Regions from separate parts of the Sus scrofa genome. Here regions 1 and 3 are each linked to region 2. A link is a contact called in public Hi-C and HiChIP or PLAC-seq data. All regions are on one chromosome and are shown on one strand. The core of a region is the stretch at or near the end of the contact, and the rest is flanking DNA. Distances in the headings are between cores, read along the strand shown.

Region 1 (4,029 bases), core at 373-2,872, 140 kb before region 2:
ACTGGACTTTTCCAGCAGAGGGAGACCGCCATCATGACTGATGTTGCCCAGTCTGGTCAGCACTGGTTAGGCTTGGTTCTGGAGAAACTAAAAACGCACCATGCTCAGAAAGCCCTGTTTTCCCAGGGGTATCCTTCCTGAGCAGAAGTTCCGAGTGGTCCAAATGCAGCATCATAGACCTGTGAGGTTTTTTTTTCAAGAGTATTTTCTCTTCTTTTCTTTCTTTTTTTTTTTTTTTGTCTTTTTGCCATTTCTTGGGCCGCTCCCGCTGCATATGGAGGTTCCCAGGCTAGAGGTCGAATCGGAGCTGTAGCCACCAGCCTACGCCAGAGCCACAGCAACGCGGGATCTGAGCTGCATCTGTGACCTACACCACAGCTCACAGCAACGCCGGATCCTTAATCCACTGAGCAAGGCTAGGGACCGAACCCAAACCTTATGGTTCCTAGTCGGATCTGTTAAACACTGAGCCACAACGGGAACTCCCCTCAAGAGTATTTTCTATTCCATATTTTGAAAATACCTTTTCTACTTTAAATTGTAACCTTGGTAAATTGTTTACCCAAGACAATTCTCAATGCACTTTCTTTACTTTTTTTCTTCCTTTTTCTTTTTTTTCTTTTTTTTAATATTTTTGGGTGTGGTAGCAAGTAGAAGCAGATCATCCTAACCAAGTATTTGCAAACATCTGAACAAAGCCATTCTGGTCAGAGAAGGAAGACTCCACGGAGGAAGTGGGAAGTGAATCTGGATTTTGAAGGAAGGTTTGATTCTCAGAGAGGAATAGATGAGAAAGGAAAACTCATGCTGAGAGCGGAAGAGAATTCAAAGTTTATCTTCTGGGTGACTGGGAACCCAAGGCCCTGGAGCACGTGTCTTAGGTATGTTTATTTGGTAGCTATCCTCTGCACGTAAAGGGTGGCGGTGTTGGAACCTTCCAACTTCTGCACACGGAGAGAATAATCAAAATTTCAGAACTTCTCTCGAGGGGGGCATTTCGGTTACTGCCTCTGGGGCTGCATAAAGATTATCTCCATCAGAGTCCAAACGGCTTAATGACTTTCTCCCCCCTCTCTCCCCTTCCCATACCCACAGACTTGAGAGTAACTGTCTAAGCGATACCAGCGCAAGAACCGGTCACGCCCGGCATGGCCAAGCTGCAAACCGCCCCAGACCGCCGGGGCCCTAGTCCTACGATCCCGGAGGTGGGGGTAGGGGTGGAAGGCCGGGTGCGGTGGCTCCGCTCCCGGGAACTGTGGATTTGGGCGGGGGTCCAAAAAGGACCACAACTCTTGCGAGGGACTGGGGGTGTGGGGCCTCCAGAAAGGACACACATCACCCCAGAACAGGATGCGATCCAAATTCCCGCCGAACTCATGCAACCGTGAGGAGTTATGTCTGCCGCAGAGGGCGGAGCGCGGTCGAGGGGGTGGGGCTAGAGGGTGGAGGCGGAGCTATGACGAGGGGCGTGGCTATAAGGGCGGTGGGCGGAGCAACAGAAAGGGGTGGGGCGCAGACAGCCGGAGGGGCGTGGCCATGGCGAGGGCGGGGCGAACATGGAGGCGTGTTTGGCCATCCGGCACCGCCCCCCGCCGCAGGCGCGCCCGCCCCGCCTACCCTCTCCCCCCGGCGGCAGCGGCGGTCGAGCGCGGGGAGGGAGGGGAGAGCGGGTCACGACGTTGCCGGGGCGGGGATAACCCCTCACGTGGAGCAGATGAAAGGGCCGCGGCGCGACGGCCGGGGGAGCCGAGCCGAGCCTGCGACCCACAAAGCAGCTGCCGCCGCCGCAATGGGGCTGTAGGCGTCCGCCCGCGCTCGGTCCTCAACCGGCCCGCGACTATGCCCGGCCGCGCCCGCCCTCCGCGCCCTCCCGCCGCAGGACCATGAGGCCGCGCTCGGGCGGGCGCCCAGGGGCCCCGGGCCGCCGCCGCCGCCGCCTCCGCCGCCGCCCCCGCGGCCCCCGCGGCCGCCGCCTGCCGCCGCCGCCGCCGCTGCCACTGCTGCTCGGGCTGTTGCTGGCGGCCGCGGGGCCCGGCGCGGCACGGGCCAAGGAGACGGCATTCGTGGAGGTGGTGCTGTTCGAGTCGAGCCCGAGCGGCGACTACACCACCTACACCACCGGCCTCACGGGCCGCTTCTCGCGGGCCGGGGCCACGCTCAGCGCGGAGGGCGAGATTGTGCAGGTAGCTGCCCGCCGCCCGGGGCCCGCGCCGCCGCCGCCACAAGATGGCTCCGGGGGCTGCGCCCGCCGACCCCGCCGCGAGCGGGCGGGAGGGCGGGAGGGGCGGCGAGGAGGCTGGCGGCATCCCTCCCTGGCGGGCGGGCGGGACGCGGCCTCCGGGGCGCCGCAGCGGGGGGCGAGCGCACGTGGGGGCTCGGCCTCTTATGGGTTGGGCAGCGGGAGGGGACCCCGGGTCCTCACAGCCCCCTTGGGCCGTCGAGGCATTCGGTTCGCCTCAGGTGGAAGTCCGGGGAACTACCTGTTGAATGCCAACTTTGGAAAGATAAGTGATGATGGATGGGGTGGCTTGTTCCAGGTCGCAGACTGTGCTCACCCATGCATGTTCCTTTGGGGAATAGTCAGGCTTGTCCGAGGGTCTGCACAACATTCTCCCCTGGAACCTGTCGCCAGCCTCACCTGGGCGCTGACCCTGTGGCAGGGATCTGGACGAGTAGCTGCAGGCAGGAGAGCGGCGGGAGTTCACTGAGGAGTGGGGATCGCGGGTGCCCTGGAGTGGCCGAAGCAGGCAGCCCTCGCTGCGTGCCTCAGATTACAGAGGATGGGAGGGCGGCAGCCTGCCCGCTCCTCGGCTGGGACTTCTGCAGAGGGCCTGGAAGTCCGGAGACAGGGTCGCTCACTGATGGGGCCTCTACCTTGCTCCAGATGAAAGAGGTGTGCATTCCAAAGGAAGCTGGCAAGGGAGAGCTAGCTTTCAGCTGACCCGGCTCTTTGGAGGAGGGACTCTAGCCTAAGCCTCCGCACATGGTGAAGTGGGTAGATGCCTTCCTGCTTCTTTGGCTGTGATTTTTATCAACTTGTTAGTAGACAGCCAGTATACTTACTGCGGTTAATACGCATGCCTGGAATGGGCAATTGGACGTGCTTGGCTGGTCTTTGAACCTTGTGGGGGTGAGGGTATGGCTGCTGTGCTCTAAGCTTTGGGCCTTCTGCACTTTACTCTTGGATGAGTAATGAATGGAGAGAAGGGTACCGAATGGAGTGACTGTAAGCATCTTTTCCTTTCCCCTCCCCTGGTGCAGACTCAAAGCCCTGCATGGATAGGATGGGGAGCTGTGCAGCCTGGTCCTTTGAGGTGTGTCCTTGGCATCCCCATATGAAACTTCTGCAGGATAAAGAGAAGGGGAACACATGTTTGAGTTCTGTGACTCCACCTATGTTAAAGGCTTTTGGACTTTTTTTTTTGGATACTGCTGTAATTATGGTCTTTAATTTATAAGCTGTGGATTCCTACACATTTCAGTCACAACCTTCAAGCATAGTTTGAATCTTAAAGCTTGCTCCTGTGACTCCTTGTTTCTCTTTGAGGCTTTCACTGTAGCCTGATGCCTTTAGAAAATGTTTGATTTACAGCCTTCTAAGAGAAAAGATGTTTTAACATGGCACTTCACTTTTTGAAGGAGACTTTTGAAGTTTGCGATTTTTATCTGCAGTGTTTTAACTTGTACTCTTTCTCCATGGTAGTTTGTCTGCCGAACTATCCATTATGAGTAGTGCTATGTTTTGGAGATAATCTTGGGTTTGCCATTTAATACAAAATTAGCAGTTTAAACACACCATTTGTAACTATTTTATCCTTGTGAGTGGAGAGATAATGTGTGAATTTGGCAGAAGGGATCTATTCTCTTTTGAAACTTTTTGAAGTGCTTATCTAACTCCTTTGTAGTCCATTAGCCTAGCCAAAAAAAAAAAAAAAAAAAAAGTCAACAATTGCTAAGTAAAGAAAAAATGACTTAAATGGTATTTGATAAGTTGACCTGTTAAGCAATCACTAATAGGTGTCCTAAATT
Region 2 (4,177 bases), core at 779-3,278:
TACGGTCCCAGCCCAGGCTTGCTTTCATTTAGAATAAACGTTTACTGAATAACTGTGGGAGTCTTACATTGTAGTCAGTGCCGACCACATAAGATCCTGTCTCTAGGGCTTGAAATTGTGTACTTCGTAAGCAGTGAGTATGCAGATGTTTTGCACTTTTGTTACTTGTCTGGGTGGCTGTGGGCATGGTCTAGCCTCAGGTCTTGCAGCCCTGGAAAGGTAAATAAAGGGCCGTGACAGCATTTATTCCACATTCCGCTGAGGGGCTGCTGGTCACCTGCTGGCTGGAGCAGACCTGCCCTGGCCTGATGGAAGCAGCAGCAGTGCTAAAGGATGGGAAACACCCGAGTGAGTGGGGGCAGGGAAGGGCGCACAGAGGTCAGTGAGCTTTGTGGAGAAAATGACCCCACCTGGCCTCGAACTTTCTCACTGGGCCATCCATCCTGTCCTCTCTTGCTGAAGGAGGTGACAGCCGTTGCAGCTCTTTCTGCATCTCTCTGGACAGTCCCTTGCCTTCTTGAGTGGCCAGGATTGGGAACTAGAAGGCACCCTAGTCATCATGACACATGCTTCTTTCTCCTTTTAAAGGTGGGGAGACAGGCTGAGGCCCAAAGAGATTTGGTGACTCGCTCCCAGGAGTCCCTCCTGATGCAGTGTGCTGGCAATGGAACGGGTGGGATGGTCAAGCGGCAGAGCCACTAAAGACGCTAAATCTCATCGAGAAGGAGTCCCCAGCAGAACAAGAACAGCTTCTGCAACACAGCATTCAGAAGCCTGAGCTGGCTAAGTTGCAGAGAACTTTGCTATATCCCCAAGGATTTGCTGCTTGCTTAGTACAAAGAACAGGGTGTTGTCTCATAAAAGCTGTGGGATAAGACTGCCCTCTAGTGGGCTGAGGGCACCATTGAACTGGCCACATTCTGGCCTAAGGCTCAGTTGCTTTCATCCAAGTGGAGTGATTCTTTTTTTTTTTTTTTTTTTTTTTTTTTGTATTTTTAGGGCTGAACCTGCGGCATATGGAGGTTCCCAGGCTAGGGGTCTAATCGGAGCTACAGCTGCCGGCCTACGCCAGAGCCACAGCAATGCCAGATTCGAGCCGCATCTGCGACCTACACCACAGCTTACTTAACCCACTGAGTGAGGCCAGGATTGAACCTGCAACCTCATGGTTCCTAGTCAGATTCGTTTCCACTGCACCACAAGGGGAACACCTGGAGTGATTCTTTCTGTGGAAGGAATTCAGACTCTATTTTTTCTCAAGCTCTCTGGCCCATGGAAACTTTCTTGATCTCTGAGTACCAGCTAATATTTGCCCGTTTTATAAGAAATTTGATTTTTGTTTTGATTTTCCCCCATTTTAGAGATGTCTTGCTTTCCTAACAAGATTCAGGTTCCTAAAAGCAAGGGCTCTCTTATGTCTTATTCTTCCTCAGCTTCTACCCTGTTGTCCACTCAGCTGGACATGAAATTAGAAGGTTCACTCGGGATGGAAAGGAATCCATTCCTCCAAAAAAGAATCCCACCACTTTTCATTTGTTCTTAAAATATTTTAATCTCATCTCTGATCAGAAGTTCCTCAAGTATTAAGGATCCAGCGTTGCCATGAGCTGTGGTGTGCTTGCAGACGCGGCTTAGATTCCGAGTTGCTATGGCTCTGGTATAGGCCAGCAGCTGTAGCTCCAGTTCGACTCTTAGCCTGGGAACCTCTATATGCTAGGGTGCAGCCCTAAAAAAGACAAAAGACAAAAAAAAGAAGAAGAAGAAGTTCTCCAAGTAGTTGAATCATCAGAAGACCTCAGAAAACTTTCAGAACTCAGTTTCCTGGGCCTTACTCCAGCCCTGCTGAATCAGTCTCTGTGGTTTGAGCCAGGAAATCTGCTTTACAAACTTCCCAAGTGGTTTTTGATGTGCAGCCAGTTTGGCAGCCAACTGCTCCAAATCCCCATTTACAATTACTTCTCATAGCTTTTCCCCCTGACAGCATCTCCAATGGTCTTCGGCTTATGTCAGTTATTAAAATTGACCATTTTGAGATCCCCTTGGAAATACCCAGTGTGCTCTTCTAACTGTAGCCCTGGATGACATGGGGAGGAAGCAAGGCCACAGGAGAAGGGCCAAAGGCATTTGCTTTAGTTTCCGACGGCCCTGTGTTCACAGCGGAAAATACTGAAACCAATACCTTTATGCTAACAGGGCAGGTGGTTGATTTGTAGTTTGCCCTTCACATTTAGGCTGGGTAGAGAGGCAAATGTTAATTGAGTGCACATTTATTTATTTTCACCACTTTAACCCATTTGGTTCTCAGGATAACTGTGTAAGGTAGGTGCTATTCCCCCACACACAAACACCCTTTTTTTTTTCAAGTCGAAGCTTAGGAAAGTTAGTAGCTTGCCCAGTCACATAAGTTGGCGACTGTCAGCTTCTGCATTCAGATACAGGTCTGATTTCCAAGGCCAGCTTCAGAAAGGTCAGAGGACCAATCTGCTCTTTTTCCCTCTGCCAGGCCAAGCGAGCGGTGCAGCGGGGAGCCACGGCGGTCATCTTCGATGTGTCTGAAAACCCAGAGGCTATTGATCAGGTAAACTCCTGGGGCCAGGCCCACGCTGTAGTGTCCCTGAGAGAAGCACTTCCTTTACTTGGTGTGGCTTCTCACACACCTGTCACCATCATCCTCAGGGCCTTTGCACCTGTCTGCCCTCATTCGTTATTCATGTTTGCACATCATACTCCATGGCAAGTGTATCGAGAGGGGTCCCAAGCCAGGAAGTCAGGGGTTGGGAGGCTTTTTCAAAGACCCTTCAGGTCCTGATCTATCCTAAAACAAGCATCATCCTCAGCCCCGAGGCTGTCGTGTTTTGAGCATTTGAGGATTTCCAAAAGGGCATTTAATATTCTTTTCCTCCAGCCTCCCTTTCTCTTGCTTCTTAAAGTAATAGCGTCTTCTAACCAGGACCCTCTTCTTCCTTAGCTCAATCAGGGCTCAGAAGACCCGCTCAAGAGGCCGGTGGTGTACGTAAAGGGCGCGGATGCCATCAAGCTGATGAACATTGTCAACAAGCAGAAAGTGGCTCGAGCTCAGATTCAGCACCGCCCTCCTCGAGTGAGCCTCGGCCCGGCGAGCCACAGGCCCCTTCTCTGCTGCTACCCTTACCTTCATTCCCTTCGGGCTTGGCCTTTTGCTCCTGCCTTCCTTCCGGCTAAAATGCTGGTGCCTCCTAGCTTCCTGTGGGTTTAGATCAGATATACGGCCGGGGGCCGGGGAGAAATTTCACCCAGTTCTCCTAGAAGTCCACCCAAGGGTAGATGGTTTGTGACCAGATGTCTCTTCCACCCAGCCTCCTCTCTTGATAACCTCTTGTCCTCTTTTCTGTTCTGTCCCATCTCCCTCAGAAAGGCTCACTGAGGGGGACTGAGGGAAGGGATACCCAGCACTCAGCTTCCTGTATCTCCCTCCTCCCATCGAACCTAGACTGAGAAAAAGGCCTGTACTTCCTTTTTCCTGTGGGTAAATGCACTATTGCAAGCCCCTCGTTTGTATTTGATTCTGGAAAAGTACACTTGCAACTGGGAGTGGCGCTCACAACTTCCAGGTGGTTAATGAACAGCTTCACTTTTTAGGCTTCTGACAAGTGTGTTAAAGGAACACTGCTGGCACCTGGGACAGGTGCCCCACACATGGTTTATTTCCTCCTCACAAATACTGAAATAGTCACGTAAAGGCCAATTCTTTTGTACACAGAAAATACCCGGATCCCCATCACATTGGATTAGTAAAACTCCATTCCTGTTGGCTAAACGCATGTCCTAGTTGAGATGGCTTTAAGGTTTTAGGAGGCAGTGTGCCATGAGGAAAAGGTAAGAACTGAAACTAGAGGGAGTTTGCAGAACTGACTTGCTGGCTGCTTTTTAAAGGAAAAAAGCGCACTTTGGTAAATATGACTCATTGCAGTGGAAGCTGATATTTGTGGAAGCAGCATGCAATTTTCTGAGTTGTTGTAAACCATTAATTATATGGTTAGTAATCACTGTTCCCTCAAAACATGACACTCACTCCTTTGTCCCATAAATGTGATATTTGTGTTTATCTGGAAGGGCCTCTCCTACCGGTTACAGCGAACTTTATGCTCATTCCACAGGGAGCGAGGCTTTATGAACAGAGTCCCCTTGGCTCTTATGA
Region 3 (4,146 bases), core at 68-2,567, 200 kb before region 2:
CTAAAGGAACTCCTCTAATTTTTTTTTTTTTTTTTTTTTTTTTTGGCTGCATCTGCAGCATGCAGAAATTCCCAGGCCAGGGACGGAACCTGCACCCCAGCAGTGACCAGAGCCACAGCAGTGACAATGCTGGATCCTTAACCCACTAGGCCACTGGGTAACTTCCCCCCTTCACCTGTGCTCAACCATTTGCATTGAACGATTTTATAAAAAATGTGTGTGTACACGTGAAATAAACTGATATTTCCAAAGATCATGGTCAAAACCACAGCCAGAAAACCTTGATTTGAAGTCATTCATTCATCCTGAACTCTGTGCTACCTTTATCTTTTCTCAGGGACCAGCATCTAAAAGAGGAGAGAGACAATAAATAATTCTAATGCAGTTTAACTGTAACCAGCTCTTAAGGGTGGTACTGAGGAGCGAAGGCCATAGGAAAGGCTTCATAGAGGAGGCAGTGTTTGTGAGGGCTTTGAAGAATGAGTAGGAGTTTGCACAGGATTGAGCTTTATGTTTCCCGCTGTCCCTTCTCCACACTAGAGAGGCTACTTGCCACCTGGCTCTTGCCCTAGAATCTCTAGAAAGCAGTAAATAGCTCATCGGGTGCTAAAAAAGACCTGAAACTAACATATATATTCAACCTTTAACACCTGCTACTTTTCCGGAGACTAAGTGGATAAAAAGATCCTGGATTTCTGTAAACTTATTTCAACTTCCTGGAACATCCCTTGTCCTTTGCCTACCCTCATCCTTAGCCCCCTTCAAGACTTCCTTAATATTTTTGTTTTAACCAAGAGCTTTTCTCTAAAAATGAAGGGAGGAGAAAGAGAGAGAGGGAGGATTTCCCTCCCATGCCCACACTTCGCTTGTTTGGCTTTAAATTCTTCACACCCTCTCCCCCGTTCCTCTCTCTGCTTCTCTCCCTAAAGAAACCTGAAGGGACTCCAGGTGCCTGAGCTTGGGTGATGTTGTCGCTTCCCCTTGGAGGCCCAGGGAGAGGTTATCTCTTGGGGTCAGGAAGTGGGCTGGGAACCCAGGGTTCTAAGAGCTGAGGCTGTGGCCCGGCTGTAGCTCTCCCCCACCTCCTCACTTTGCACAGTGAGGTAGCTGACCTTTTCCACTTCATCTTGTTTTTTTTCCCCCGTACCCCACTTGGCTTGGCAACTGTAAATCCACCCTGTTTCCTCCTTGGCATTTCTTCTGTGTATCCCATTGAAATAAAAAACTCAAAAGGAAGAGGCCCTGTAGACCTTGAAATGTGGAGTTTGCCTTCAGGCTTTGGCTGCTGGCTAGACTGGTCCCACCTGCTCTCCTGGGAGAGTGGGCAGCTGACGAAATCTGAGAGGCCCTGAACCCTCCCTTCCAGTAAGTGCTCTTGTTTGCATATCCTGGTTCAAAAACAGGAACTGCTGGTTGGAAATCGATCGGGGAGGTAAAGTTACTGATTGAGTGGATTTGCTTGGAGCTGTAGGCAGCGGCCTTCCTGAGAAAGATGTAATCTGCACATCTGTTTTACTGATTAAAATCTCCCTTGTTTGTTTACTCTGAGTCTAAAAGTTCTTGGAAGCTTTTTCTGGAAGAAGCCAGGTAATAGGAAATCAGAGTAACTAAGAGCAGAAAGCCTTGTTGTGTCCTCCTTGCTTGTAAAGCTCCCCTTATTTTCAAAGAAACCAGCATGAAGATGTATGAAAGAAGTCATTATAAGGAACATTAGCTAACAAGTATGGGACATTTGCCAGGCTCATGGTGCAAAGTGCTTGGCATCTTCTCTCTCTTTTATTTCTGCAAGGTAGGAATTGGCTCCATTTCTCAAAGGAGGAACATGGGGCTCTGAGAGGTTAAGCCCAAGGTCCTGCAACTATCCCGTGGTGGAAGTGAGATTGAAACGTAAATCCCTGTGACTTCAGTCTGGTTTCCTGGAGGTTGCACAGACATGGAAAGGTCCCAGGCCTGGCCTATCACTTTTAGGACAAGATGCTTCTGAGATGACCCCCACCATAGTGATTTGCATTTCATTAGATAGAAACTGAAAACTTAACTCAAGGTGTCTGAAACCAGCAAAGGAATGCTCCTTTCAGTCTCTGTTCCTGTCCTTGAGTGGGGGAATAGACTGGGTGACATTTACTGTGCAAACAGCAGACTGGGAGCCAGGCAGAGCCCACACCTAGCTGAGTAAACAGCAGCTGGAGGCCCAGGCAGGGCATGCAGAGTTCCCAGTGAGGCCTCACTTTGAGAGGCAAACAGAAGAAGGTGTCTGCAGGATGGGAGCCAGGAGCCGAGAGCCAGAAGCCAGGGTTCCTGACCACTGGTCCTGGTGCTGCCTTTATTAACAGGTGGCTTCTCTGTTTCTCATTTGGAAGTGGAGTAAATCAACTGCATGTCACAGGAATCTGGTTGCAGAGGCTAGTTTGCCTTGGGCAGTGAGACCTCTTGGGTAGACAGTAGAGGGTAGAATTCACTGCCTGGGTTCAAGTGTGAGCTTCACTACTTACAAACACTGTAACCCTAGACAGGTCTGTAACTTTTCAGAGCCTCTGTTTTTCTATTATTCATCCAAGAATAGTAGTAGGACCCATCTTATAGGGTTGTCAAGAAATCAGAGTCGGAATGCACCATAGAATTCTAGGATATTCCACCTTGGCCACAGAGTCCTTTCCTTTGGCTTGTTGTAGCTATTGGGGAAACTGAGATTCAATTCAAGCAAAAGTTGAACTAAAAAAAAAAAAAAGTTAGCATCAACCTCTTAGAGTTAAAGCTTAGTTCAGTGCTGTACCTAGGAAACACATGTTGGGAAAGATGACCTGATTCCCTAATTCTGCAAATATTCACTAAATGCTTGGCATACACTGGGCTCTTTGCTAGTTCTGTGGAAAATGCAATTATATTAACACACAGACCTTTTCTCAAAGAACTGTCCAGGAGAAGAGGCACAGAAATAGCTAAGACACAGAAATAACAGCTTCACGCAGAGGATAAGGAATCTCCTCAGATGTTTCAGAATTTTTCTGGAAGCTCAGACCCAGCAAGACTCGTGGGAGAGTATGGACTTTGTGGTCCCACACAGCAGTTTCCAGCTGCAGCTTTGACAGTGGTCAGCTGGATAATCTCGGATAATTTACATAACTTCTCTGAACAATTTTCTCCTCTTAGAGTTAGCTTTATAAGTTAAGTTGACTAAGTTTTAATACCCAGTTAGTCTATCAAACACTAATCTAGGTGCTGCTGGGAAGGTATCTTGCAGTCATGGTTAACATTTGCAATCAGGTAGCTCTAGGTAAAGGGGATCATCTGTGTGGGTCTCATGCAATCAGGGACAAGGCTTAGGGGCAAACCTGAAGTCCCTCTGACGAAGAATGTCCTTCTCGGGCACTATTGACACACACACACACACACACACACCCCGTACCTTCTACTGGTCCTCTTTCTCTGGTAGGAGGAGGCAGACAGCTTCCCTTTCTCTTCCCGGACTGGGACTCATTGTCTCCTGCTCCACCCAGTTTCCCCATACCTAGTCATGAAACCCCATATCTTGGACCTGGAGGGCCCGAGGGGCTGTCTAGTCCACCCTCCCCTACATGTGAATGAAGACAATCAGACAGAGAAGGCATGCGATTGGTCCCAGGTCTCAAGGGCCATGCTGGAGGCATTGTGAAGGCTGCCCTGCAGGGTGGGGACTAGGGTGAGGCAAGAGAGGCACTTGCCTCAGGTGTACAGTTCAAGGCAGGCCCCACAAACTTGGAGTCCTTATTGTGGCTCAGCAGTTTAAGAATCCGACTCATCCATGAGGATGCGGTTTCAATCCCTGGCCTCACTCAGTGAGTTAAGGATCTTTCGTTGCTGCGGCTGTGGTGTAGGCTGGCAGCTGCAGCTCCAATTCGACCCCTAACCTGGAAACTTCCATATGCTGCAGGTATGGCCCTAAAGAGAAAAAAAAAAAAAAAAAAAAGATGAACTGTATTTTGATGCAATATTTTTTTTAAAAAAATCTAAATTACTGCACAAAAAAATCCATGATAAACAAAATATTCTGTTTTTTGTTTTGTTTTGTTTTGTTTTGGCTGTGCAGGGCATGGGGAAGTTCCTGGGGTAGGGATCAAACCTGCACCAGAGCAGTCACTGCAGCTGCAGCAGTGACAATGTCAGATC

Evidence for each region. A called contact is a pair of places that touch in the nucleus more often than the background predicts. HiChIP or PLAC-seq counts read pairs in DNA pulled down with a chosen protein or histone mark.
Region 1: a contact with region 2 is called in a Hi-C map of omental adipose tissue, with 5 times the contacts expected there. The contact joins the promoter of ZNRF3 here to the enhancer-like site in region 2. A contact is called at or near these places in 5 of 5 promoter capture datasets (fetal liver, fetal skeletal muscle, liver and 1 more), 34 of 47 Hi-C or Micro-C datasets (adipose tissue, alveolar macrophages, blood and 16 more) and 2 of 2 datasets of contacts at active chromatin or transcription factors (alveolar macrophages and skeletal muscle).
Region 3: an H3K27ac HiChIP or PLAC-seq map of skeletal muscle shows a contact between it and region 2. The contact joins two enhancer-like sites.

The regions. Positions count from the first base shown.
Region 1 is chr14:46,090,378-46,094,406 of Sscrofa11.1, forward strand. It overlaps ZNRF3 (E3 ubiquitin-protein ligase ZNRF3), which reads left to right and starts at 1,623. Exons shown (of 9, transcript XM_021073755.1): 1 at 1,623-2,183. The coding sequence starts at 1,884.
Region 2 is chr14:46,225,858-46,230,034 of Sscrofa11.1, forward strand. It overlaps ZNRF3 (E3 ubiquitin-protein ligase ZNRF3), which reads left to right. Exons shown (of 9, transcript XM_021073755.1): 3 at 2,504-2,578; 4 at 2,969-3,100. Among named protein-coding and RNA genes, the nearest start is that of C14H22orf31, 26 kb to the right of the region's middle. Within about 2 kb of position 2,029, at least 20 of the 83 cell types and tissues checked have an H3K27ac peak or open chromatin away from gene starts, as enhancers often do. A contact at or near this core is called in alveolar macrophages, epiblast stem cells, fetal liver and 3 more, where this site is marked.
Region 3 is chr14:46,028,589-46,032,734 of Sscrofa11.1, forward strand. All of the region lies in intron 2 of LOC110256860 (a long non-coding RNA gene), which reads right to left. Among named protein-coding and RNA genes, the nearest start is that of XBP1, 14 kb to the left of the region's middle. Within about 2 kb of position 1,318, at least 29 of the 83 cell types and tissues checked have an H3K27ac peak or open chromatin away from gene starts, as enhancers often do. A contact at or near this core is called in skeletal muscle, where this site is marked.